Linked DNA regions of Sus scrofa: regions 1, 3 and 4 are each linked to region 2. A link is a contact called in public Hi-C data. All regions are on one chromosome and are shown on one strand. Each heading gives the region's core, a stretch centred on a gene start, on an enhancer-like site or on the middle of the called end of the contact. The rest is flanking DNA. Distances are from core to core; before and after follow the strand shown.

Region 1 (7,130 bases), core at 503-3,002, 380 kb after region 2:
AAAAGGTACCACATTAAAAGGAGCAAAACGATCATTTTTCTTTGAATTGTACCGGTTGAAGTAATGTAACAAAATCTCCCTAAATATTTTTAATTATTTAAATATTTTCAAAAGTAATTTTCCCTAGTAAACACAGGTAAGGTCAACCCAAAAAGCCTCGTCTGTTTTAAACTTTGTTGTTGAAAATAATCCTAAATGCATTAGAATTATTCACTACCTTGGTGAGTTCCCAGGGATTTCTCACCACTTCTGTGATCTTTGCCTGTAAGGGGTCCACCTATGGATGGAGGCGACTGTCAGCAATGTGTACTGACTCCAAGACATCGTCTGAACTGAAGTTGCTTTTAATTGAATCGGTCTCTTTTCGGATGATGAATTTCTCTTCATTCACAGCCTCCACACCCCCCCCGCATAAAATGAGACTTCCACTAGCTTGAACTACAATCTATAAAGTTCTTCCAATTTTCATTAAATTCCCTTTCCCCAGCAACTTCTATCTTGTAAAACCTAAATCTAAAAAAATAAAATAAAAACACAAGCAGCTGCTGATCCCAGAGACAAAGGGAATCTTGGTTTTACTCAAAAATACAACCACGTATGAGAACTGCGCAAATGGATGGTTTGCCTTTGGATGAAGTCATCCGACGTCGTTTCACTTCGTTTTTTGCTTTTTTTTTCCAAGTTGCCAACCCGTTTCCCAAGATTGAGCAATTATAATGATAAAAGTCAGTCTCGCACCTTGTCAAAGACTTGGCCCTTTGCCGTATACTTCTCAGCAATATTAGATTCAGCGAGTTCTTATCCTCTCATTATCTGTGAGGACTGAATTCAGCCCCCAACTTTGGGCGCAGGCTATTTTATCGGGGAAAGTCAAAACCTCCCCAAGAGGATCAAAGGGCTCAGCCACTGAGCCGGAGGAAAGCGAGGGCGATGCGTCAGATTATAAAGCGGCTCCTCAGCTCTTTTTATTCCTCACTTCAGCTGTTCAGATTTTAAAGAGAGGGTTAGGAGGACCAGAAGGGACTCAAGGGATGGAGGCAAAAGGTTCCATCCTTAATCCAAGCCAGAGACAAAGGTGAGTAACTGCGCGAGGGGAACGGGAAGATGAGCAGAGGGAGGCTCCTCGGCCCCCAGCCGGGTGGCGTGACTTCAGGAGGACTCTGAAAAAAGGGCCAGGACTGGGTAGGACAGGAATGTGCCAGCGGGACAGGCGAACCGGCTAATCGCAAGAGTGGCGAGCCTGGGAACGCCCCCTCCCGGCCCCGCCCCGCTGCGCGGGGCCGAGAGACGTAAGCCAGGCGGGCGCCGGGGTCACGGGCCAGGGCAGCCCCGCAGCCTCAGGCTTCCCGGGGTGGGCGTTTCCGAGAAAGAGCGCGTGCCTCACGTCCTCCCCGCCCAGCCCCGCCCCCTGCACGCTGCGCACGCGCGGCCGCGCCCCGCCCCTAGCGTCCCCGCCGGGGCGATGGGGCGGGGGCGGGGAACCGGGGTGAGGAGATCGCCGGAGTCCCCTGAGTGTGAGTGCGCTACCGCCTCCGCCGCCGCTCCGACACTGCCGCCACCCTCACCGCGTCACGGCTCCCAGGCCCGCCCTCCTCTGGCCCCTCCTCCCCGCTCCGTTTTCCCCTCCACTCCCCCTCCCCCTCCGACCGAGCGGTGACTTAAGCAACGGAGCGCGGTGAAGCCCATTTTTCTCCTTCCTCGCAGCCGCGCCGGGCAGCCCGCGGCGCGTGGCCCCCACACTCCGGCCCGAGATGAATGCTGCGGCAGAAGCCGAATTCAACATCCTCCTGGCCACCGACTCGTACAAGGTAGAGGCTCGAGGCGGGGGCAGGTGACGGAGGAAGAGAGGGCGCGTCGGGGACGAGCGCGGGGCGGGGTGTCGGGGCTGGGGTCTTGGCGCGAGGCGGCCCCAAGGGAAGGCGCGGACGGCGGTGGCGGCGGGACCGGGCAGGTGAGGCTGGCGCCGCAGTGGCGAGGAGGTGGAGGGAGGAGGGATGGAGGGATGGACGGCAGGAGGCGGGGCCTGGGGGTGCGTGGTCGGAGGTGCGCGGCTAGGGGCTGAGGCTGGCCCGGGCCGGTGCCGCGCGCCCGCCGCCGGGGGCTCGTGCGGGTTTGCGGGCGGCGGGCAGGCTGGGGCGTCACCGGCTGAGCGCACGCCTTCCCCAGGAGCGCGGCCTTTTGGCCCCGGGCCGGGGAGGGCAGGGCCGGCCTGGGCGAGGGCTCGCTGGAGGAGCCGGGTCAGTTAGGTAACGGCCCCTAGGGTTCTGCCGTAGAGACCGGGAACGAGGTTTGAGAAGTGGGGTTTCCCCCGCTGAGGTGTGTCGTGTGAGCCCACCCCCTAAGTGGGAAGGTACGTCCCTTTCCAAGGAAGGGGTGGGCCAGGTTCTTCAGGGGTGCGGGAGCAGCCAGCCACGTTCCTCTGCCTGTGGCTCGGGCGCAGAGGACACTTAGCTATCAGTCTCTGGTCACCCTGATGGATTCCCCCTTCCCACTCCTCTGGGCTCCGTTTCAAACTTCTTTGCTGCTGGTAATCACTCATGCTTCGTATATCCCCTGTTGCGAAAGCCAATCTGCCATTATCCCATTAGGACCACTGCAGGATTTCTGTGAAAAAGAAAGTGAAACACAAGTAGTTAAATGAACTGTAGTTAACCCTAGAGAACTTGTTGAGGGAAAAGCGGCACAACCTTGTGTTACTAAACCTATTGGACCCTTGCACGTATAGCTACCTCGTTTTATTTGAAGCTCATGTACATTAGTAAAAAGGGAAGAGTGATTAGAGACAAATCCGGCAAATGGTTTTTCCCCTAGTATCCAAATTATATGAAGTAAACTGGACTATACTTTGCTGAGAAATTTTGTTAGTCAGGACACCTAAAAGATGAGCTGTCAGCTTGGAAACCCCACTTTCGTAAAATAAATTTTAGTTTTTACTGTGAACAGCACGAGAGTTCAGAATATAGTGATTAAAGCATGACGTTTTTAGTTTGGGGTTTTGTGATTTTGTTGCTTTGGGTTTTTGGGTTTTTTTTTTTTTAATTCCAATAAAGTATTTTGGAGAATCCCATTTTACTTAAGTTTTATATTGTTTTCTTTCCAGCTGATTTAATATTCTACTTGTGATAATTTAGATGGATTAGAACCAAGTTTCTTTAACAAGTGGTCTTTTAAATGGACTTTTGAAGTGGAATTCTACACAATTGCCAGGAGATCATAGAGGTTTACTTATGCTCTTTTTGTCACTTAGTTCATTCATAGTATTTTGAGTATTTTTAGAATGGTCTCATTCATAGTTTTCCAGGACCTCATTAACTAAATCTTTAAAATCATTTTCAAATTTTTTAATGTAGTAACTTATGATTTTGCTGAAAACGGGAAATGTAAACTGAGATTGGTTGGTCCAACTTTTAAAAACAAAGCAGAGTGCAAGCTTTTTTAGTTTGTAGTCCCTCTAGCGTGAAGTTTTCTATTCTGCTAGCAAGGCATACTTACCTGCACTATTAGAATTTTCTTTTTTTTCTTCTTTTTTTTTCTTTTTAGGGCCTCATCCATGGCGTATGGAGGTTCCCAGGCTAGGGGTCCAGTCAAGCTACAGCTGCTAACCTACACCACAGCCACAGCAATATCACATCCGAACCGCGTCGGTGACCTACACCACAGCTCACACAATGCCAGATCCTTAACCCGCTGAGTGAGGCCAGGGATGCAACCCACAGCCTCATGGTTCCTAGTCAGATTCATTTCTGCTGCACCATGACGGGAACTCCAGAATTTACATCTTTTTAATAAAGTTTATTCCTGTCCATTTTCAGTTCACATTGGTGTGTTTGTCCCCTTTCTACTTCAGAACCTTTTTAGGACATTTTTACCTTAATAAGAAATTTCATAACCCCCTCCCCAAATTTCCTCAGGAGGATTTGTTCAGGTTGATATGTCTTATACCAGTGGCTTAGAGCAGTACAGTAAGATAGATTGTGTATTTCATGCTCACAATTTAGTCTTTACGTTTCATTTTCCTTACATTTTTAGTGGTCCTTATAGCCTATTTATCATTTTTGCCTTTTTATCTTCTTAGATGAAGAAGGGACAGAAATGGTAATCTTGAGTCTAGAAGGAGTGAAATTACTTTTATTTGTACATTACATGAGAATGTTACATATATGTCCTTATCAGTACTTATAAACTATTGGCCAATTAAAATAGGGAGCCAGTAGCTTTAGATATGTACCTGGAAGAGAGCAGAATATTGTTGATTTCTTTTTTCTAGAACTGAAGAAAGGATCATTGGCTGTCTAGGCACCAAGAATGGTGTTTTGCAAATAGGTGGAATAGTGTCCAAGCACATGACTACATGTTGGGATTTCGTTTTCACCTGTATCCTTTCCAGAAGGTTTAGGACAATTTGAACCAAAATATATATTCATTTCTGTAATTTCATACTTTATTATGCATTTTGATGAACTAGAAAATAGGTAAATGTAGTTGTTCTGTTTTCATCCTGGGTTCTTAATACAAATTTTAAAAACAGATACAATCCTAAGAGGTAATCATTTATATTTTCAGAATGATTTAAAGCAAAATTATCTACTGGGTTTTATTTACATTGTGCTAAGCCAGCTAGAGAAAGGTGGTGCATTTAGGCTGGCCTTAACCATTGCAGTGCATAAAAAGCATTTAGAACACTTGGTAAAGGAAACAGGGCATTTTTTTCACTTCTCTCTGGGATAACCATCAATTAGTTTCCAAATAACTGTGGATCATTAAAAGATTCATTCAGTTCCATTGTTCTTTCCCTTTCTATGTAGATAAACTACAGCAGAGAATAGTTTTCAACATTTCTTAACATTTTACCTGTTAGTAGATTAAAATAGAAGATGCCAATTTGGTCCTTGTGGGAAAAATAATATATATAGTGCATGAAAGTAATCCATAAGCAATTTACAGTTTTAACCACGTCACATGTTAGTTGAAATGTGCTGTCCAGTGTGGGTTGCTTCTCAAAAGGTCATTTGTAAACTGGTTATCTGGACCTCAGCACATTTTAATCCATTAATTTAATAAATGTCGGAAACCTATTCAGTATTATAAAAGACGAAAGATGTCCTTTACAGTCTAGGATGGGTAAAAGTTGAGTTCAGAAGTTAAAAAAGACTATAATTTACAGTGATGAAGCACCCAAGGCACCTTTTTAAAAAAAAAGAGTTTGCTTCCTCATTAGTGGCAGAATAACGAATCTTAAGTTTGGGTTCTTTGGAGGAAAAGATTTAGAGATAGATGAAAATCATCTTATGGGCAAGTTAGTCCTGCTGGGGATTTTAGCTGCCCAGTGTCTTCCTCTGAGCTGTTCCTATTTTTCATAGTAGCTTCTCTTTCACCACTTCTGAACACATACTCAAGTATCATCACAGCTGCTCCCATGGCAGCCTGAGCCTTGTGAGAATTGTGGTCCTGCTGCATTTTGTATGTCTGAAAGTACCTGTGTATTCTTAGGATGCAGTTTTTCCAGTAACTTTTATGTTACAAATTATACGAGACCTCACGCAACAGAAACAAAATCTGAATCATGAATATATCTCATAGGAAGATTGTTTTAGTCAGTAAGAAATGTAGTGTATCTTGCAAAACAAAAATATTAGAAGCTGGTGTACTTTTTGTCAGTTGATGAAATCTCTCTTAAAGGTGTGGCAGAAAAAACATACAAGTTGCCAAGAACTCTGTACCAAAAGGTTTAAGGGAAGAGGCAAGCATAATTATGGCTGGTTTTGAAATTTCTCCCCTTCCTCAGGATAATATAATCCAAAAATCCTGAAATTGTATTTTGAAGTTATTATTGCTTCAAAAGCCAAATAGTGGAGTTCCCTTGTGGCTCAGCAGCTTAAGGACCCAGCATTGTCACTGCTATGGCTTAGGTCACTGCTGTGCTGCAGGTTCCATCTCCAGCTCTGGAACTTTTTCATGCCACAGGCACAGCCGAAAAGAAAAAAAAAAAAAGCCAAATAGCAATGAATTATTTTCTGTGGCAACAGAAGTTCAGGGCTTGAGCAATCTTGAATAGATTGAAAAGAAGAAAGAATCAGTTGTGATTTTTGCTATTTCTAGCACATTACCTTTGAAGAGGCAGAGTCCTAGCCAGTATAAGTGCCTCTTACTAGTGCCCTTAGATATTACATAGATGACATAGCTTAGTTTGTGACCTTGGGTCAGTTACTCCATGTTCTCTTATATACATGTGATGTTGTTAAAATACTAGCTTCAGGTGGTTTCTTCACGATTATAACTGCAAAAACAGTTGAGTAGTAGTTGCCTTTGTTCATTGATCCTATAGCGGGAGAAAGGCTCTTGGGAAGACATCACATTAACCTTATAGGAAATCTAGCACAGCTCAGGGGAGAATTATACTTTGCTCTCACAGAAATATTCTGTGCAATTTAAATATTTCTCATACTTCTCTTTAATTGTCATACAAAGGTATTTAACCTTGGGATTGCAGGTTTTAGAAGCTTATCTTTTTCATGAAGTAAATCAATCACATAACTAACTGTGAAGTTAAGTTTTATTAGAAGAGCTCCATTTTCCTGGGTGCCTCTCTTCTTTACCACACATATGTTTATGTACTGGCAGTGCTTTGTTAGCTGCAGGAAGGCTATGCAGTTTAGGAAACATTTTTGGGGTAATGTTTGCTGAGGATATTATGAGAAACTTGTGATTTTATTTTCATCTTATAAATAACTTTAAATTGTACGATCATTTTCTCTAGTAATGGAAGTCAAAGCAATGAGGTAAAATAATTAATGTGATTTAAGAGCTCCCTTTTTGTAGTTCACTTTAATTTCGACCATTATGAAACTTTTTGTTAGTATTCGTTTAGCGTGTTTAAAACTAAGCTCTTGATTTCATTACCCAGTCCTTCTGTGGCTTTCCCCATCTCAGTAAAGAGCACTGTTATTCATCCAGTTGCTTAAGCTAAAAATCCAGGAGACATCCTTAACTCCTTCTTCTTTTTATCCCCCCTCATCACTCTGTCACCCTACTTCTCCAAAGATACTGAGCCAGTCTCTCACTTAACCTAGTCTTGGGCAATATAGCCTCTTAACTGATGCTTCTGTGTCCACTCTGGTCACCCTGTAATC
Region 2 (7,573 bases), core at 1,931-4,430:
TAAGACTCATTAGATCTCTTAAGTTTCCTTCTCATTGTAAAATCTCATTTGATTTTTCACCAATCTGGTACTTAAAATCTATAGATTCTCACTGTAATATAGGAGTTGAAATGTGTTGAATACTCATAAGTAAGACGAGCAAAGGTTCATGTTATTTATTGGATGTCTACTGTGATAGAGGCACTACAGTAAAGCTTTTACTATTGTCAACTTATCCAATTCTCAAAACAATCTATTAGAGATTATGGCCATTTTATAGATGAGGAAATAGGCTCAGAGGGATTGAAAATTATCTAAGGATATTTTGTTACAAAGATTTCTTTGATCTCAAGTCTATTTGATTCCAGGGTGGTTGTTCCCAACCACTTACATATACTTTTTTATTTTCGTGGCCACTTTTCAAGAAGTCAATTATTTTATAGAAGTGGGATCTTAAAGTACAAGTGCTGGATAGCTAAGAGTTATGTATTATTTTTAATTTTGCCTATCACTTTATTCTACTTTGTTTCATTTTTAAACTACATAAATTATAAATTCAGAATATATATATATAGCTAGTTTTTTTTGTTGTTGCTGTTTAGTCTTATTGTCCACCACTATTTATCAGATAGAGATAGCCCCATTCTCCTTGATAGGTAAAGGAATAAATTCAGCATTTTAAACAATGTTTCCTCAAGAACAAAATTTTAACTTACTGGCTTTCCATAAACCTTCTAGTGTCTTAGGAGAGTCCCAGAAACTAGAAGAAATATATTATCTTCATGTATAAATTTTACTCACAGAGAATGGATAAGAATCATTTGTAAGACTGTGTAAGTTAATCAAAAGGTAGCGATGAAGAAGAAATGTAAAAATAAGAAGCAGAAGAATAGAGAAATCAAACAATGCCAGATATTAAATTATATAATAATTTAAGCACTTTGGTGTGATATTAATATCTAATAATATCCCATAAAGATATTGTTTGGTTTTAAGTAAATTAAATGAGCATGTATTATAAAAATGAATTGCCAAATACTCTGCAATTTGTTGAAATCTTATGTCTTCTTAGCATAAAAAGTCTTATAAAAAGATTTATCCTTTTAATTGAAATCAATTCTGTCTGTGTAGATGTCTGGTATATACTGATGTGATGAAAGACCCCAAGTGTTTCCATATTTATGTACTCTAAGTACTTATAATATGATTAACATGGAAGGGAGGAAATAATAATATGAGAACCTTACTTTACCCTTTTATTACAAAGTCCCCTTACCATTCTGCTGGCTTACTCTGTGAGATTTTCTACGTCTATCTTGCAGGGGCATTCCAATGGAAGTTATACAAATTTCATGTTAGTATGTGTTCCCAGAATTACCAAGAGAACGAATTGTGACATAAAGAGTTGTTGTAATATCACTTCTTTATAAGGATTTAGGAAGCTGGTAATTGGCTCCATAATCTTGTTCTGAGATAAGGGTATGCTTTCCTAGGAAAATGATTTTCTCTTCAGAGAATTACCATGATTTTGGTAGGTTGAGAACTGGTCTCTTGGGAGGAAGTTTTGTTTTTGCTGTAGACCCACTGTGTGGAGAGAGTGCTCTGGTGTAGAGAAGCAACTTTTAAAATATATATGTTTTTAATTTTTGAAATGAAAACAAAGTCTGGTTCAAAGAAAACATCATCTGTAAATCCAATATAGGACAGATTAAAAAACTGTTCAATTTGGGGAGGAGTGGAAGCAGATAGAGGGGTACAGCTCTGTCCCTTGATCACCCCACTCTTGCATAAAGCATTTTCTATTGAACCTGTTTGAGCAGCACAATTTGAAAAACCTCCAGTGACATATAAAGATCACTAGATTAGGAATCCAAAGACTTAGTCCTGATCAAGAACTGGTATTACTGAACCTCTGTGTGACCAAATTTCCTCATCTGTGAAATAAGGAGATTGAACTAGGTATCTTTCAGCTCAAATTCAAGGGAACCATTAGCAGCTGTGTGCAAGTCACAAAGCTCTGCTGTTATCAGTTCTCCACTGCAAAATATGATGCTCACTGAAGGGTAAAATTTGCATGCCTACCTCAGAGTTCTAAGCATTAGGAGATTTTTTTTTAACCTTAAAAATTTAATGGAGTTAGGAGAAAATTGCAGTGTAAAATAGAAACTATAAAATTATCCTTGTTCTTAGTGATTTCAATATATCCTTCTTTCTCATATCATTTTAAACTATCAGTGGTATTTCATTGATAAACTCAAGGTGGACTGCCCACTATCTGACAGACACTGAACTAAATATTGAGGATAGAAAAGAGGACTAAAAACTGCCCACTACTCTACAAACATTCGTAATCCCCTCCTCTCAAATACAAAAGTTAATGGCTTCTTAATGTTCCCTTCAACAGAACCTTTTTGATTGTGATGCTGCATTCCTTCTCAATGATAGAGATGGTGCTGCAGAGGGACATATTAAAACTAAATGAAAAGTGAAGTGTACTCATTTAGAAAAAAACTGTATTTAAAAATGGTATTTTCTGTAAGGAGAATGGCTTTGTTGTAAATGATCTTTGATCAACTTGAGCAGAGTGTTTAGTTCTATGGCTATAAGAGGCTTTGTTTTCCTATTAAGTGGAGTATCTCTTAAATGTGAAGATGGTTCCATTGTCTAGAGGGAGACAATGCCACTTACACTGTCCATATTGCCTACTTGATTCTGGATTGCTAGTGTTGCTTGGGTCCAAAGTGGGAAGAGTTGATGAACATGCAAAAGAGCCAAATGAAGGTTTAGAATGGAACTGTGAAAGGCCCATTCCCTCTACACCTAGACCCAAATTCCCTTTCTCTGATAAAAACCACAGCTTTTGGGTAGGTCTCCCTTTGTTATTTCCGACTGGTAGACCCCCCCAGCTCAATCCACAAATGCACACCCACTCACTCTGAGAGTGACTCTCCCCAAGGTGGAGCTGATGTCCACCCTTCACTCTAGTCAAGGGCCCCCACCTCATATAACCACCCAACTGTTGACTCGCGTTCAAGGGCCACCACCATCACCCACTCCAGCACCATCTTCCAGGAACTGGCCTCTCCCCCATTAGTCCCCGCCCCTCTTCTGAGAGCACCCAATGGGTGGAGTCGGGGCTGCAGTGGGAGGAGCCTGAGGCGGGCACATTTAAAGAAAGGCAGAGGGCGAAAGGAGGCAAGAGAGGAGAAGAAAGAGAAACCAGGGGGGCGAGGCGCCGTCCAATGACAAAGCCCAGGGGTGGGCGCCGGCCGCCATCTTGTACCGGGCGGCAGGATCTTCACCCGCGTCCTCCGCCCTCGGAGGGGGAGGGGCGGAGGCGGCGAGAAAAGTAACGAGAGACGCGCCGGCCGGGGAGGCGCCAGCGGCGGCCGCCGCCGCAGAGCCGAACGCGGGCGGGGACGACGGCGGCGGCGCGACCCGGCGAACGCGGGCGGCCGCGAGCGGCCTCCGATGCGGCGCAGCGTGAAGAGGCGGCGGCGCCGGCCCCCGGCAGCCCCGGCCGCGGCCGCCCGGGGCGGCGGCTTTAGGGCGGGAGCAGGGCCCGAGCTGGAGGCGCGGGAGGAGAAGGTGGTATACTCGCGGTCTCAACTGTCGCTGGCCGACAGCACCAAGGCGCTGGGCGACGCCTTCAAGCTGTTCATGCCCCGCAGCACGGAGTTCATGAGCTCGGACGCGGAGCTCTGGAGCTTCCTCTGCAGCCTTAAGCACCAGTTCTCCCCGCATATCCTGCGCAGCAAGGACGTCTACGGCTACTCCTCCTGCCGGGCCCTGGTCCCCGACCCCCCGGGACCCCCCGCTGCCCGCGGCCGGACACGCAGGCCAGCACCGAGTGCGGCGGCCAGGAGGAGGCGCCGCGGAGCCCGGGCGCCCGCCGCCCGCCGGAGGAAGCCCCCGCCACCGCCGCCGCTGTCGCCGCTGCCGGCCCCCGAGGAGAGCTGCCCTGCCAAGCCCGCGGCGCCCGGGCCCTGCTTCGGGGGCCGCACCCTGGAGGAGATCTGGAGGGCGGCCACCCCGACGCTGACCACCTTTCCCACCATTCGCGTCGGCGGCGACGTGTGGGGCGAGCGCAGCCTGGCGGCGGCGCGGCGCCGGGCAAGCCAAGTCCTGCGAGTGAACCTGGAACCCGTGGTGAGGCTCCGCCGCTTCCCCGTGCCCCGGGCGTGAAACGCAGCCCGCGACGGCTTCCCGGCCAGGGACGGGGCTTCCGCCTGGAGGGATGGACAAGTGTCAGTCGAGTGTTTACAGATCCGGCCAGGACCCCGTCCCCTCGTGCACTTTACGGGCAAAGAAGTCACCGGATGCTTTTCCCGGCCTCGCGGCGCCGCCGTCTGGGGCTCAGGGACAGGTGTGCCCTCCGCTGCCTCCTGGCGCCCGGGCTGCGGAGGAGGAGACAGCCGGACCCGCAGGGGAGGGCCCTATGCTTCCTTACCCCGGACTGAGACATCTCCAGGACTGGAGGGGCAGATCCGTTTTCTCCCTTTGGACTCTACCTCACTGGTCTGGAAGTTCTCTGAAGAAGTCGTTATTTTTCCAAAGGAATTTGGTTTCGTGTTTGTGTAATAAAGCCAGAATCTACTTGCTTTCCCCCCAAATCCTCCCCCCACCCCATTTTTCTTTGCAACTGCCACCCCTCTTTCTGGACGAAAGATTGAACCTGTTTTGTACTCAGGGTATTCTGAATCCCATTCGTTTCCTAATTTTAACCGGATTCCAAAGCTCTGACCAAGGATATTTTTCTAAGAGATTCAAGCTTATGACTGTAATAGTGCAAGGATTTGTATGCTTTGAATTCCATGGGCTCAGTGATTACAAACAAAGAGATGCAAAGTACAACTGTTTGAACATTTTTGAGGTGTTCCTAAAGATTTTATATTGAAATTTAATGTTTATATTTACTGAGCTCCTAAATAAAATGGTATAAACTCATATGAAGTTCTGTTTAGGAAAAGCTGACTTGTTAAGATTCTTTTTAATTAAATAAAAATTAAAGTGCATTGAAACCACATGGCTTGTGATAAAGAAAAATTAGTTATAAAGAACTGGTGTTGGTTAAAGAGATGGATGGAATCCTATTGGAAATGATTTGGCTTCATTGTACTGGTCTAACATACAAATCCAGGAATAGTTGAAGGATAACCTATTTTAAATTGCAAATAGCAGAGAAGAAATAAATGTGTTCAAACTTTGTGATTAAAATGATAAACAGAATACCCATTAGAATTCTCAGAACTATTAGTCATCTAGAGGGGTGGGGGCATTTCTTGGTATCAAATAACTGGTTGAAGTTACTTTGGGCAAAATAGATCTCTTTCTTTACTTTCTGTTGTTGGATAGCAAGAAATGCCCAGAATAATATCCATTATTCTTATAAACATTATGACAATTAGTTGACTTTTGCTCCATGAGTTAACTTTTTAAAAAATCTTAATTCCATTTGTAATTATGTTTGTAGTTACCGGTCTTTGTTGACAGCTGAAGACCACAGGAATCGTTGATCAGGCGAGTCACACAGTACTGACCCTTCTTTTACACTTTTATAATAGCATTTATACCATATGGCCCAGTGTGGAATTCTTGATTATCCAAGTGCCTTTGGTCATTGGTGGCAGCAAGACTTAATGGTTTTTAGCCAGTGGTGCCACAGCCAGATTTTACTGCAATATCTAAAGGGTCAAGTAGTGTTTTGTACCACTATTTTTCAAATTTAAGTATTCTGCCATGGAATGATTCATACTGGCTAGAACTTGACATACGATATCCTTAATATTAAGGCTTATCTCTGCTTGGCAGCTTCTTAGGAGAATTATTTTAATAAGAGTTGCAATTTTGACTCTTGCGATCTTAGAATTCAAATGCTATTGCTTTCTGAATTGAAAATTTCAACTTTAATAGTCCATAAGTAGGAGTTTTGTGACTTTAATTTCAGTGTACTTGTTTTGTAAAAAAAAAAAAAATTATATATATAATATGACTTTATGCCAGTTTCCCAGTATGCCTCGTATTCTTTTATTCACTACTCAATGAAAATGCATTGTTACCGACACTGTCACACGAATAAATAAAAGTGGATAATTACTTAGATGATGAAGAGTGTTAAATTATATCTTTGTGAAAGGAAGCTTATATATATTCTTTTGGTTATTAGCTTCCATTGCCAATCGTATTTCAGATACAGTAGAGTTTTCTCCTCCCTCCCCCTGCTACTGAATTGTTACCATTTTTTTAGCAAACTAGCCCCTGAGGAAAAAAATATGTATTTGTACCACTCACTATTGTATATAGTTTTATAATAAATTCAATGGCCATATTAGAATGTGATTTCAACATATAGCTTATCTAATAATTTCACAGAGGATTTTGAAATTAGACCTAGCTGGGAGGATAACTTTGCTCAGCACAAAACTGAAACAACTATTGACACCATGCATTTTAACTGAGATTCTTAACATTTTTTCCTCATGCCTTGTTACTTTAGTGCTCTTGAACTAGCATAAATGCTTCTTTGGATTGTCTGGGCTATCTGATTTCAGTTTGGGTTGGATTGCCCATCTTGAATTCAATATATTATTTATCTGGTTTATTTAAAAATCATGCCATTTCTAGTTTGTGAAATGAGATGTAAAAAAAACTTTTATTTTTGCCAAGTGTTCTTTAGCCAAACGTATGTTACATCTTCTAAAATGTGAAGAAACAACTAATATAGATGGTTGGTGTGTTAATAGGAAAGTGAAAGTATTCATGGGTACATTGGGCAGAATGTGGAAAGGAACTTGGCAAGGTGGCCTTTCTGGTGAGGCATCCATTTCCTGTCCTCTAAAGTAAGTCTGTAGCTTAGCTTGTATATAGTTTTTTAAAAGACATCCCATGATCTTTATTCACTCTCTTATAAGATTATCTTCTATCTCGTATGGCACAAATAGGGAAGCTAGGAGGAAGTTTATCACCTCACTATGCTTTTATTTAATTTTTAACTCTTGAGTGCCTAAATATGGTGACTGGCACCTCAGCTAACTTTTTGAGATTCCTGATGTCATTTTTATCCTCCTTCCTGTCAACCAGCAACTTATTTTTCCATGCTGAAATCAGTAATGTCATGATTGTTGAGGGTAAGCTTTGTTGTTGATAGTGCAAAGTGTTGCTGTTGTGGTGTGTATTTATTTTGTCAAAGTTTGAGTCCCCTGTTGGACACGTGTAACTAAGCTGGTGGCTGACACCTATTGATTTGCTACTTGCAAATGATACTACTATTTTTCTGAAAACTCATTCAGTTAAAAAAACATCAAAAATATTTGAATACAAAAAAATGAGGTTTTGAATTCAAAACTTTGTTGTTTTAAGGGTTGCCACAGCACTCTTTAAATTGGTGGGTTTTGGTGGACATATATACATAATATTTACTTTATTGGTGTGTTTGAAATATTTTTTGATAGACTGTTATGTCTTAAGTGCATTTGAAGGCAATTGTTTGTAATGGAACCGAATTGTTTCCTTGGACAGTTTGATGTGCATATGATTAAGATTTATAATCTGGTTGTACTTTGCTTTTTAATTTATTAACTGTAAATAAATTTTA
Region 3 (7,225 bases), core at 1,586-4,085, 490 kb after region 2:
AAAACAAGCCACTGAGAAATTAGCCAGGGCCACTCACTAAGAAGTAGATGAGCAGGGGTGGAAACTAAGCTGTCTGGTTCGAAAGTCTGTGCTCTTAGCCACCACACTGCCTTGCCTGGGTGTGGGAGTTGCCTTAAGAAGAAAATATTTGTGTTTCTTAGCTTATTCTGAGTAATACTTTGTACTCAAAAAAACTCCCTCTCAGTCTTGGCATTTACACATTGTACTTTTTTAGAAGCTGACTCCAGTTCAGGACATGATTTTTGACTTGGAGTAAACATTACTTTCTTCCAGAAAACACATTTCTAATCCTATAAAATGTCATTAGGAAAAAATATTCTGTGATCAAAGCATCACTTCACCACCAAACTATAGACTCTGCAAAGCAAGGCATACACCTCTTCTCCCATCAGCAATGTCCTTACTGGATATATGGGATATTGTGAAAGAAAGATAAAAAACAGCTAGCAGTGACTCTTCCTTGACTCCATATCACCCTAGGTAATCTGCATAATTTTTTTCTTTTGCTATCTTATATTTTTGCTTTTTCTGTTAATCATCTTCCCAGTTTAACAATCAGCTCTTTGAGTGATAGACTAAATGGCTTACATCTCTTCTACCCTTCACACAGCCTTACACATAGTAGGCTCTCCAATGGTTGCTTATTTAAGACATTTCAAAGCTTCAAACACAAAAATTATTCCATTTCTTCCTTGAACTGCTCCAAATTCCACAAGCTTCTCTTGCCTTCATCATTTCTGGGCTGAGAGTCAGATTAACCCACCCTTGTCAGGTTGGAAATAAAAGAACACAATGACAGTGTTTTAAGGGTTCTGTATCCAAAGGACAAACCCAAAGACTACACAGAGCTATTATCCTCAGCTGTGAACTGCACACTTTAGGAGGGACATAGGCAGATCAGAGCTGCCCAGTGAAGGGTGGCCAGAGGGAGAAAGGTCTGAAAACCTGACTATGAAGAAGGCTGAAAGACACAGAGATGTTTAGTTTGAAGAAAGCTTTGTTTGGAGCACATGCCCAAGCATTTGAAAAGCTGGCCTGGAAAGAAGGATCATGCTAAGTCTAATGGAGGGACACCAGAGCCTTAACTTCCCAGCTGTTACCAACGGAGTAATAGGTACCTATCAAGAAGAGAGCTGCATGGGTGAATAAATTTGGAAAATGCCACAAAGGCAATCCCTCTCTGAGATGCACAAAGAACTTTAGCATACAAAAGATTCTGAGAAAATCTCTAATTAAGAAAAAAAAAACTTTGTTAGAATTTACTTACTATACCTACTATGTACGTGACTCTCTCTTTTATTTCCCCATATGATGCCTATTAGCACCCCGTACACAGAACATTAAGAAACGATGCCCTAAGAACAGGACAAGGACCGATTTTCAGACATTATCACGAGGCAGATTTTAATAATACATGTATTTCCCACCATTCAGGCTGACCAAAGACAGAATGGGCTGCCTTGTAAGGTTGGGAGAGCTTTGCCACTGAAGTTGTTCAAAACCTCACGCCAAATGCTGTGAAAAGTTATCGTCAGGCAGAACTCAGGGATATCGTAGGTTTGGTTCCAGACCACCTCAATAAAGCAAATATTGCAGTAAAGTGAGTCACATGATTTTTTTGGTTTCCCAATGCATATATTGTAGTCTATTAAGTGTTCAATAGCATCATCTCAAAAAAAAAAAAACCCAATATACATACATTAGTTTAAAAATACTGCTAAAAGTTGTTAACCATCATCTGAGCCTTCAGCGAGTCATCATCTTTTTGCAACAGTAACATCAAAGATTACTGATCACCATAAAAAATATAATAATAATGACAAAGTTTAAAATACTGTGAGAATTACCAATATGAGACAGAGAGACTTGAAGTGAACAGTGGTACAATGGTACTGATAAATTTGCTCAAGGCAGGCCTGCCACAAACCTTCAATACGTGAAAAACACCATTATCTGCAAAGTGCAATAAAGCAAGCATAAAACAATAAAACAAGGTATGCGTGTAGCAGGCCCCAGATTCTGTGATTCTGTGATAATTAGCAGGAAAGAAATTCCATGTTGGGGTGCCATGCTCAGTTGGTCTCCCATCTGGAATCAGGGGTCTACACTTCCTCAGAAATAACTGGTCCTATTATTCTTGTATTCAAATTACACTTACAGCATTATAATTATTTATAAACATACTTAACCCCCTAGACAATAACTCTCAGCCCAGAGAACAAAGTCCACCTGCTCCTCAGCTGTGTAGTGGAAATGATAACAGTGCTTGAGCCAAAGAGTTATTATAAATATTAAATGAGTTATTTCATGTAAATCGCTTTGAACAGTTTGGCACTGCTCAATAGATTTAGCAAGTATTTCCACAATTATATTTGTTACGGCAGGAAGAACTCTGAGAAATCCTGCACTAGATAATAAACTCTTTGGGATCACAGACTATTTCTTATCCTTTTTCATTTTCATCACCTACTACTATCCTAGATACAGAGGAGGCATTTTATAAGGGCCATAAAATGGATGGAAGGATGGATGGACAGACAGATGGATGGAGAAGGAAGGAGGAAGAGAGTAAGGAAGAGAGGGAGGAAGAGAGGGAGAGATGGGTGCATACATGAATGAGTGAGTAGAATGATCTTGTCCCCATTTTGGTAGTTCTCAGGGGTGTCTGCATGGGCTCGGCCCATCAACATTTCTCTCCATGCCCACTGCACAGCTGCTGGCCTTCCATAAAGGGGCTCCTCTCTCCTCCTCTTTGTAGGGTAACTGTAGTTTTTGAGCAAGGTTCTCAAGTTTTCCAATGAAATACCCCTATTCCATGCAGGAGAATGATCAGAACCTCTCCACCACCTGCATTCTGAGGGTGTGATCCAAGGTGACCTAAGGCCCAGTATTTTTTTCTAGGTCTGATTTTTATCTAAAATGCAGCAAATTCTACATTTTATATCCTAATAGATCTTTTTATTTCTAAAAATGTTGTAAATGTTTAGCAACACATAAAACTGATGGTCACAAAGAGTTGTGTTCATTTTGTGGCTTCCAGCCCCTCTGACATTCTGATATGTCCCTTCAAGAAGCACAGATCCCTCCAGTTCCAGAAACCTAACAAACTTCCCTGGGCCTCATCACCCACATCCATTTGATACATTTTGTTGGTTCTGTGTATAGACTCACAGCCTGGAATTTGAGGCTTCAGATCCATTTCTGTTCTTCCCAATAATAAATCTCTAGTAACATTCTGGAAGGCAAGGAATTTATGACATTTATCGATGTATTTGCCTTGAGGCATACAGGGAGAAGACACAAACATGGAGTCTAAGGATTTTCTGTTTGACAAAGAAATATGATTTTTAAAGTAAAAGTTCTCAACTTGAATAACATGGCCCAGAAGGCCAATTAGCATAAAAGGTCTTTAGAGGCTTTTAAAGGCTAGATTACACAGGAGATAAATGTTTAAACTGCTCTAAGCCCATTAGATTTTTAGTTCACAGAGGTGTGTTATAATTTTAAAACACAGGCCAGGCCTTCAACCTGATAAGAGTCTTCTGTTCAAAGTTTATCTAAAAAGTTTCTCCTAATGAGCTTTGCTGTTTCACATGCCATACCTTCTGCACCTGTATCAACTAATCCTCTGATCTACCCAGAGTTCCTTCTGTATTGGAATTCCTGCATGAAAAGTAGGATTTCACTCACGAGAACTGAATAAAAAAGCCAGAGCCTAAAGAAATCTTCAACTTAATTGAAGAATGCAGAAAATATTTTTTAGAGGAAAAAAAATGTCTATGTTCTGATGCTCTTTTATCTGGAATATAGATAGCAATTTCCCTTCTCCACCCTCCACAGGAAAGACTGGGCTCTTCAGCTCTATACCCCAAGCCCAGCTCCTAAGACCACAACCTGAGCCAAGGGCCTATATGGCCCACTCGGCCAGAAGGGAAGATGGCAAACGGACCTTCCAACTGAGGTTGGATGTAAGGAGTCATCTTCCCCAGTATTTCTTTCATCAAGGCCATGACTAAGGGCATGATCTGGGAACTTCTGCTTCTAACCAAGATGGAGTAACAGGGGCTGTATGTACCTGCACTCCTGAAACAATTTTAGAAAAATAAAAAAAATATATATATATAAACCACGGTTTACAAGAGGCTCCACTAGGCAACAAAGAAAGTGATCCCTTAAAGACAGGAAACAAAAAAGAAATGAACCCAGGGAAGCCTGATGGGTTCTCTGTATTGAAAAAAAAAAGTAGCAGAAAAGTAGCAGAAGAAGACCATGCAGCTAGAATTTACCTGAAATGCATGCAAGGAAGAATATCAGAGAGGAGAGAACTGCACAGGTTGAGAGGGAGGGAGAGAGAGCTCTGATAATGTTCCCTTTGAGTAATTAGGAGAATACTGATCAGAGCATGTGTGTGAGGGATTACATGAAAAAGTTAAAGGAAACAGTACCTAGAACATGTGCAGGCCCAGGATTAGTGTGTGTTTCTGCTAATCAGATGAGAAAACATTATAAATTCATGAGCGATGTGGTAGAGATCAAAAGTACCATGCATCAGTAATGAGGAATAATTAACTCTGAAATAAAGACAGTTCTGTCTCTGCCCAACAATTCTCAAAAGCAAACCCTGAAAGGATTAAACTGTTCCAAGCAAAGTTCACTGCATCCCAGAACAAAGCTCAAGAATCTTTATAAAACTATAAAAATATCCAGCAGCCAAAAAGGTAAAATTTATAATATCTGGCATCCAATCAAAAATTACTAGACCTACAAAGAAGCAGAGAACTACAATCTACTATAAGGAGAAAAAAACTCAACTGAAGCTAAAGCATAATGGACACAGATACTAGAATTATGAGAACATGACATTCAAGTACTCATTATAAATATATTCCTTATGTCCAAAACGCTGGAGGAAATATTGAACATGTTAAGTAGTGACATGGGAGATATTTTTTAAAAGATTCAGCTTCTAAAGATGAAATTTACAATATTGTGATAAAGAATAAACTAAATGGGATTTAAAGCATATTAAATTACAGGGAAAAGATTAGTGAATTTATAAAGATACAGAAAGAGAAGCTACCCAAAATAAAACACAAGGAGAAGACAGACTCAAATATAAACAGAGCATCACTGAACTGGAAGAGAACATCAAGTTGCCTGTTACACATATAATTAGAGTCTCCAAAGGGGAGAAAAGAAAGGGAGAAACAGAAAAATATGGGAATAAATCATAGCTGCAATTTTTCAAAATTTGATAAAAATTATAAACAGACCCAAGTTCAACCAACCCCTTGTACAAGCACGAGAAACACAAAACAGCTATAAATAACATAATAAATCAAATTTCTGGGAGTTCTTGTTGGGGCACTGCCATGACTAGCATCCATGAGGATGTGGGTTCAACCCTTGGCCTTGCTCAGTGGGTTAAGGATCTGGAGTTGCCATGCAGCTCCAATCTGGTATGGATGTGGCTATCCACAGGCCAGCAGCTGCAGCTCCAGTTCAAATCCTAGCCTGGGAACTTTCATATGCTGCAAGTGCAGACCTAAAAAGAAAAAAAAAATTACATTTCTGAAAACCAGTGTTAAAGAGAAAATCTTAAAACCAAAGAAAAATGACAGTTTATAGTCAAAGGAACAAAAGTAAGCAAGATGGCCTAGTTTTGTTAGAAACAATAAAAGTTAGCCAAAAATAAAGCAACATCTTTAAAGTTCTGAAAGAAAACAATCATCTATACCTGTGAAAGTATCTTTCAAAAATGTGAATGAAATAAAGATATTGAGGCATATAAAAGTGGTAAGACCTTCTCATCAGCAGTTCCATACTATAAAATTGATAAAGTTTTCAGAAAGGTAAGTATGAGGAGGGAAGGGACTGGAAATGATGCCAAACAAAAATATGGATCCAAACCAAAGGTTTGAAGACCCAGTGAAATGATAACTATATTGGTTAGATTTTTTTTCTTCTCATTTAACTCTTTAAAAGACAACTGCCTGTTTAAAATGAATAATGCCTCATGACTAAGGGGGGGGGAGTTAATTGTAAGAATATTAGGTTAATCCAATATTCAAGAATCAATCAATGTTTTACAAATATAATTCACCATATAACAAACTAAAATGAAAGACCACATGATCATCTCAATAAATGCAGAGAAAAATGTTTGAACAAGATCCAACATCTTTCTTATAAAAACTCTGAGCACACTCAAAATAGAAAGGAACTCTTAATTAGATAAAGGGCCTCTATGAAAAACCTGTCATCACACATAATGAGGAAAGACTCAATTCATATGGAAATGCAAAGGACATAGAGTAGACAAACAACTTTAGAAAAAAGCTGGACAATCCCACTCCTGGGCATCTATCCAGAGAAAACCATGACTCACAAAGACACATGTACTCCGATGTTCATTGCAGCACTATTTACAATAGCTAAAACAACCTAAATGTCCACTGACAGAGGAGAGGATCAGACGATGGGGTACATATACACAATGGAATATTACTCAGCCATTAAAAAGAACGAAATACCAGCATTTTTTGCAACATGGATGGACCTAGAAATTATCATGCTAAGTGAAGTCAGCCATACAATGAGACACCAACATCAAATGCTTTCATTGACATGTGGAATCTGAAAAAAAGGACAGACTTTTTTCAGACAGACTGAACGTCTTTGCAGAACAGATGCTGACTCACAGACATTGAAAAACTTATGGAGACAGTTTGGGGGATGGGGGGATGTGCTTGGGCTGTGGAATGAAATCCTGTGAAATCAGATTGTGATGATCATTATACAACTACAAATGTGATAAATTCATTTGAGTAATAAAAAAATAAAATAAATTAAAAAAAAAAAGCTGGAGCAGCATCACCTGACTTCAGTGTTTGTTACAAAGCTACAGATACCAAGATAGTGTGGTATTAGTGCAAAGATGAGACAAATAGATCAGGAGTTCCCGTCGTGGCTCAGTGGTTAACAAATCTGACTAGGAACCATGAGGTTGCGGGTTCAATCCCTGGCCCTACTCAGTGGGTTACGATCTGGCGTTGCCATGAGCTGTGGAGTAGGTCTCAGATGTGGCTCGGATCTGGCATTGCTGTGGCTCTGGCGTAGACCAGTGGCTACAGCTCCAATTAGACCCCTAGCCTGGGAACCTCCATATGCCACAGGAGCAGTCCTAGAAAAGGCAAAAGGCCAA
Region 4 (6,633 bases), core at 1,244-3,743, 400 kb before region 2:
GTAACTCATTTCAGATTACTTCTTTAAGCATACATGTAGAACCATATAAAACGTGACTTTCAGGTTTTTTAAAGAAAGCACCAACGTGTAACCGGCGGGCTACACCACAAGGTGGCGCTGTCGCACCACTTAATACGCTCCCCGTTCTTTCCTGCCCCACCCCCTCCCCTTTTGAGAGAAAAGTGATTTATGACGTATGCATTAAAGGTATAAACAATACGTTGATATGACATACCTATATACTGTGAAATGATTACCACCACAGATGGTTAATACCGCTATCACCTCACATAATTACCATTTCTTTTCTGTGGTAAGAACATTAAAGATTTATTCTTTGCAGCTTTCAAGTATATACTGTTGTTAACTATAATCATCACGTTTTACACCGGATCCTCAAAACTTACTCATAACTGCAAGTTTTTTCTCTTTAACCTACCTCTTCCCCACCACCCTCAGCCCCTGGCAACCCCATCATCCTACTTAGTTTCTGAGAATTGAAACCAGCAAGTGAGTTCTTTCGCTACAGATAACAGCCTTAGAGTGTTATGAAATCAATTCGGTGGGACATGACTGGCATTTTTTTTAGGTGTAACTGGCACACAACATTTTATTAGTTTCAAATGTACAACATAATGATTCAGTATCTGTATATATCGTGAAATGATCATATTAACTCTAATTAACATCCATCACCATACATATAGCTACCACATTTTTTTTCTTGTGATGAGAAATTTCAAATGTACAACACTGTTACTATTAACTGGTTACCGTGGTGTATACTCTGTCCTCAGCATGCATTTGTATCTAGAAATTTGTACCTTTTGACCCCCTTGACCCATGACCGGCATTTTCATCTTTAAAAAAGAAAAAACAAAAGAGAAAATCTGTGGGCATCCTTTTTAGTCAAGTGTTGAGTTATATATTTATTTCCATTATACACAAAGGCACACAAACATATACACTGGTGTGACATTTCCTAATGTGTTTCTTGTGGACTGCAGTAAAAAAAAAAACGATGGAAAACAGTATTAGGAAAAATTTTTAATCATGCACTTACAATGTAAAGAGATATAGAAAAATTATTGACTAGGCTTTTTATCACATCCATATACCAGAGTTTCTTTTTTAAAATATACAGAGAAACTACGACTTCTTTGAGGAGAGTTTGATGACAGTGTTTATCATGCTCATCATTCTAAAATGTTCCTATGTTTATACTACTTAACCTCAAGGATACAGAAGTGAAATAAGGAACCAGGGAAAACTTTAAAGCTAATGGCTCTAAAAATGGTTTTACTACAAATTTTATATTACAAAAATTCCTACCAAACATTTAGTTCTCAGAGTGCTCAGAATTACGTTAGTTTGGCATAAACTGATAAACAACAATACCGTTTAATATAAAGTAAAATTAATTGGAATATGTTCTTTAATAAATTACTGTGCCAACATATTAAGGCTGAATTTAAATGAACTGATAGGATGGGGGAAAAATGCAAGTGTGGATTAAGTCTCTAGGAAACTAAACATCTTGTTCTCCGATTTCGTTTATTATAATTTTATAAGGGTTATAGTTTAGACTTAGTCATTTTTTAAAAAGAGAAAAAAATTTAAGATAATTGTAAAATATTGAAATAATTTCCAAGTCTAGCTCTGCATCAGAATCAGCAGTGGTGTTTTAAAAAAAAAAGTTTCTAAGATCCCATACTTTATTTTTATTTATTTACTTTTTTTAGGACCATACCCAGGGCATATGGAAGTTCCCAAGCTAGGGGTTGAATTGGAGCCACAGCTGCCAAGCCTACACCACAGCCACAGCAACGAGGGATCGGTGTTTGCAACCTACTTTGCAGCTCATGGCAACACCAGATCCTTAACCCAGTGAGTGAGGCCAGGGATCGAACCTGAATCCTCATGGATCCCAGTAAGGTTCTTAAGACACAGAGCCACAACGGAAACTCCTAAGATCCCACACTTTAATGACTCAAAATCTTGGCACACAGGACTCTATATATAATAATCTGTATTCTGTAAAAACTCTCCAAGTGACTCTGCTATGTAATCTGTTCTGGGGACTGGCTGCACACCACTTTATGAAGAAGAGTTTACAGCAAAACAGAGAAGCCTAGAAAGAGGTTAGCAATTTAGAAATTAATCATAATGAGCAATGTGTGTCAGAAAAAAATTTCTATTAGTGGCTCACCTCTTCACACCCACTGTGACATAAAAATAAAATCCAGAAAGTCCCATTTCAAAGATTTTCATCCTATAGTCATTTCAGTCCTCACCTCTCTGAATCACCAGCACAGTCCTGCAGATCAGTTAATTCCCCAGGGCTAACAGTGACCTCGTCTTATTTACAAAGCTGGACTCTTCTACAAAGGACTTTTCTCTTGAGATTTGCTTATCTTTATACCTGCACTGATGCGGCAGAGCTCCAATCTGTTGGTCTTAAAACTTTCTCCGGAAGGGGGCTGGTTAGGTGAATTGCTAAGAAAGCAGGTTTGAAGTATTAACTGATTATGTTAATTATTATGATTTTTAAAAGCAGCTATTGCACTTATGCACACACCCCAAGGTGATCATCACAAACTGTCCACTTTCTTTTTTTAACGGCTGCACCTATGGCATATGAAGTTCTCAGGCCAGGGACTGACTCCAAACCACATCTGCAACCTATGCCACAGTTGTAGTAATGTCAGATCCTTTACGCCACTGTACTGGGGCTGGGGATTGAACTTGCACCTCCACAGTGACCCGAGCTGCTGCAGTTGAATTCTTAACTCACTGTGCCACTGTTTGTAAAGTTTAAAATATGTACAGATTAGTAAAAATCTCTGAAAATGACCTAAGTATCATGCACCCTGGGAAATGCTGGGCCTTTGTCAGTAGTTTAGGGTTCCCGCCAGGGCTGAAAACTATCAGGAATCAAAAGGCCAACCAGCTAAATATGTGACCTTGTTCAGAGGAACTGCAGAGAGGAGGCTTCCGTGTGACAATCTGATTCTGGATAGCAACCCCATCAGGATGATTAAATTTTCAGTGATACCTTCCTTAAGGAAACTCAAGACAGGGCAGGTAAGCACTTCCTAGGGGCCAAGTTCACTCAGGTTTGAGTTTTTAACTTTGCTGGCTTTGGGTACTGAGATCTTTCATCCTCCTTAAAACACTTCAGATGATGAGCCTGAAACAATTCCAATTCCAACTGGAAACAATTCCAATTCTTCTTCCAGCACTTAAAAAGTGACTCATCACATTTTTAATAAGTAAACAAGTAACTGCCTGGTTTTAATAAGAAGAAATGAGACAAAAAAACAAAAGAGGGGGAGCTCCCATCATGGCTCAGTGGTTAACGAATCCAACTAGGAACCATGAGGTTGCGGGTTCGATTCCTGGCCTTGCTCAGTGGGTTAAGGATCCGGCGTTGCCGTGAGCTGTGGTGTAGGTTGCAGAGGAGGCTCAGAGTTGCTGTGGCTCTGGCGCAGGCTGGCAGCTGCAGCTCTGATTCAACCCCTAGCCTAGGAACCTCCAAATGCCACGGGAGCGGCCCAAGAAATGGCAAAAAGACAGAAAAAAAAAAAAAGAAGTGCACAATATATCTCATTTTTCCAATCAAGAGATTTCTATCAGCTGAATCCACTTCAGAGTCCAACACTGTGTGGTGACTGATAATGCGTAACTCCTGTGAAGCTGCAGTCCTGTACTTCTTGTTACCTCACCTCGCCTCCTTAAAAGGACTTGTCAGAAATAACTGAGTAGATGCATGTCAAAACTATAGGGTGGGAAGTTCCTGTTGTGGCTCAGTGGTACCAGACCCAACTAGTGTCCATGAGGATACAGGTTCGAACCCTGCCCCCGCTCCGTGGATCGGGCATTGGCGTGATCGGTGGTCTAAGTCTCAGACGCAGCTCGGATCCCGCGTTGTTGTGGCTGTGGCTGTGTTGCAGACTGGGGGCTGCAGCTCTGATTTGACCATTGGCCTGGGAACTTCCACAGGCCACAGGTACAACCCTAAAAAGCAAAAGACAAAAGTGTACATATATAGTGTGTGATGTTTCTCACAATGTTAAAAGAGAATACAAATATTGTCAACCTTCCCTTAATCAGGGCTGTTTAAATCTGGGCACCAGCAGCACTGCTGTCTCCAGGGGGCTTCTAAGGCTCCGCCTCCTCCCAGACCCAATGAATCAGAATCTGCCTTTTAACTAAATCCCCAGGTGATCCCTAAGCATCAGCTTAAACAGTCTTTCAGAATCGGCTTTGCTGGGGTCTGCTCCTCTGCATCCTAATATCACCTATGAAAAGAATCTCCCTCCCTCCCCTCACCCAAATGTCTTTAAGTCAACTTTCAAGTCTTGTAGACAGACCACCTTTAAGAAATTTATTTGGGGAAGTTCCCATTGTGGCTCAGCAGGTTAAGAACCTGACTAGTAACCAGGAGGATGTGGGTTCGATCCCTGGCCTCACTCAGTGAGTTAAGGATCTGGCATTGCTGCAACCTGTGGCGTAGTTGCAAATGTGGCTTCCATCCAGTGTTGCCGTGGCTGTGGCATGGGCTGGCAGCTGTAGCTCTGATTTGACTGCTAGCCTGGGAACCTCCATATACCGCAGGTACAGCACTTATAAAGAGAAAAGGAAAAAAAGAAATTTATTTCACCAGGACCCAACCCTCAGAGTCTGATTACATTTCTCAGTGGTGGGGCCTAGTTAAGAGGACTTTTTTAAAACATCCCCAAGTAATTCTGATGTGTAGTAAGTGAGAAGCACAGGAATCAACTATTTTCTCTCTGCAGGGCTGCTTGTCAATGCAGAGTTGTTACAATCAATTTACACCACAGGAGTGGCTCAGATGACAGTGGTTTCTCAAGCATGGACAGGCTTGCTCAAGTACAGGCTGCCGGCCCCACCTGAGTTTCTGAGTCAACGGGCCTGAATCCGTAAGTGGGGCCTCAATCTGCATTTCTAGCAAGTTCCCAGGTCAGGGGACCCACACGCTCTGAGAACCACAGATTATAATACCACAGAAAGCGATCTGAAAAAAACAGCACCGAAGGCTTTGGTTTTTAAGAGGGGTTTAAAAAAAAAAAAAAAGAGAGGGAGAAGCATTTTGGATCTGTCTTTCGCCTGGTTGGCAGGTTCAACTCCAGACTTGACTGGGAAACAGAAGGCTAACAGTCTTAGTGCACAGTCTTAGTGCACAGTCTTAGGGCACAGTCTTAGGGCACAGTCTTAGTGCCCAAACGGTCAGCATCCAGCAGTTGCTTAATCAACCCCAAACGAAGCTACCTATGAGAACTGAAATGCGGCAGCTGCCTGACTTCTGTCATAACAACTTTTATAAAAGATGTTCAGTCCAAAGAAAGACTCCACTCACCAAACCCCACAGAGCACCAGGAGAGGTAGCGGTGATCGTTGCTGCTCTGGGCGTGTTGTACATTAAGGCCAGCTCGCCGAAACTCCCACGATTGTCGTAGTTCCCAACACACCTCCCAACACCGTCGCATTTCACATAAATATCAAATGTCCCTCTGTTGGACAGGTGGAAGAAAAGATGTAAAAGTAATTCAAGCTAAATCTCACTGCAAAATACACAAGCCCTGGGCAATAAAATCTCCATCTTTCTGGGTTGTTTTGTTTTGTTTTGTTTTTTTAACATCACTTATCGCTTAGTCTTGCTGCTTGGACGTCATGACACATTTGCCTGTCTGGAAGGGTAAACAGTAAGAGGTTCCCTTCTGCCCTGGCCCAGCCATCCAACTTCCTCCCAGAAATGCTGCTGCTCCCAGCATCTTCCACATCCGTGCAGAGGTCTTCCCACTGGGGAGCAGCAGTAGCTGGGGGCATGCCCAGGGAGCCCCTCTCAGGCACATCAGGGTAATAGGAACCCTCCCCAGATTGTCATCCATGGGTGACAGTTGTTGCTGGGCTCTTATTGTCCTTTCTCTTCTGTTGACCATAATAAAAGGGCATCAATGTGTGACACAGATTCCTCCACCCCAGTTCCAGACAAGCAGAAAGATAAGACCATCAACGGGACTAAGGTGAGGCCTATATTTGTGCCTGCTGGGGCCACTGAGACTAAACTGCACATATTTAAGATAATACATGATCAAAATATAATGAGGAATGCAACCAAACAGAAAATGCAAAGATAGCCATCTGAAGGGATGCGTGTACAAAACTGCTGACTGCAGTGACCTCTGAGCCTAAGAATCACGGAAGATTCTAGGGGCATTCATTTAAAGAGCCTTTGTTTCTCTAATAAACATGTATGACTTGTGAGAACAGAAGAATAGCTTGGAGTTCCCTGGTGGCTCGGTGGGTGAAAGATCTGGTGTTGTCATTGCTGTGGCTCTGGTTACAGCTGTGGCATGGGTTCGATCTCTGGCCCAGGAACTTCCACATGCCGCAAATGAAGCAAAAACGTTTTGAAGGAGTTCTCATTATGGTACAACAGGATTGGCAGCATCCTGCAGGTTCAGTCCCCGGCCCAGAACAGTGTGTTAAGGATCCAGTGTTGCTGCAGCTGTGGCAAAGGTTGCAGCTGTGGCTCAGATCTGATCCCTGGCCCAAGGCGCTCCGTATGCCACAGGGCAGCCAAAAAAAAAAATAATACTGCTCTAGCAA

Evidence for each region. Hi-C and Micro-C count contacts between places; a contact is called where the count stands out from the background.
Region 1: a contact with region 2 is called in a Hi-C map of embryonic fibroblasts, with 2.0 times the contacts expected there. The contact joins the promoter of NAMPT here to the promoter of CCDC71L in region 2. A contact is called at or near these places in 2 of 5 promoter capture datasets (fetal liver and liver), 5 of 47 Hi-C or Micro-C datasets (embryonic fibroblasts, fetal heart ventricle, fibroblasts and 2 more) and 1 of 2 datasets of contacts at active chromatin or transcription factors (alveolar macrophages).
Region 3: a contact with region 2 is called in a Hi-C map of retroperitoneal adipose tissue, with 2.1 times the contacts expected there. The contact joins the enhancer-like site here to the promoter of CCDC71L in region 2. A contact is called at or near these places in 8 of 47 Hi-C or Micro-C datasets (embryonic fibroblasts, fetal heart ventricle, fibroblasts and 5 more) and 2 of 2 datasets of contacts at active chromatin or transcription factors (alveolar macrophages and skeletal muscle).
Region 4: a contact with region 2 is called in a Hi-C map of retroperitoneal adipose tissue, with 1.5 times the contacts expected there. The contact joins the enhancer-like site here to the promoter of CCDC71L in region 2. A contact is called at or near these places in 14 of 47 Hi-C or Micro-C datasets (alveolar macrophages, embryonic fibroblasts, epiblast stem cells and 9 more) and 2 of 2 datasets of contacts at active chromatin or transcription factors (alveolar macrophages and skeletal muscle).

What each region holds. Positions count from the first base shown.
Region 1 is chr9:106,156,463-106,163,592 of Sscrofa11.1, reverse strand. It overlaps NAMPT (nicotinamide phosphoribosyltransferase), which reads left to right and starts at 1,752. Exons shown (of 11, transcript NM_001031793.2): 1 at 1,752-1,808. The coding sequence starts at 1,752.
Region 2 is chr9:106,540,931-106,548,503 of Sscrofa11.1, reverse strand. It overlaps CCDC71L (coiled-coil domain-containing protein 71L), which reads left to right and starts at 3,180. Exons shown (of 1, transcript XM_021063516.1): 1 at 3,180-7,573. The coding sequence starts at 3,451. The coding sequence ends at 4,164. The region is part of intron 2 of LOC102163285 (a long non-coding RNA gene); the gene reads left to right.
Region 3 is chr9:106,055,286-106,062,510 of Sscrofa11.1, reverse strand. The region is part of intron 1 of LOC110255500 (a long non-coding RNA gene); the gene reads right to left. Among named protein-coding and RNA genes, the nearest start is that of SYPL1, 74 kb to the right of the region's middle. Within about 2 kb of position 2,835, at least 6 of the 83 cell types and tissues checked have an H3K27ac peak or open chromatin away from gene starts, as enhancers often do. A contact at or near this core is called in mesenteric adipose tissue and retroperitoneal adipose tissue, where this site is marked.
Region 4 is chr9:106,941,026-106,947,658 of Sscrofa11.1, reverse strand. It overlaps PRKAR2B (cAMP-dependent protein kinase type II-beta regulatory subunit), which reads right to left. Exons shown (of 11, transcript XM_021102599.1): 6 at 5,381-5,534. Among named protein-coding and RNA genes, the nearest start is that of HBP1, 22 kb to the left of the region's middle. Within about 2 kb of position 2,493, at least 9 of the 83 cell types and tissues checked have an H3K27ac peak or open chromatin away from gene starts, as enhancers often do. A contact at or near this core is called in retroperitoneal adipose tissue, where this site is marked.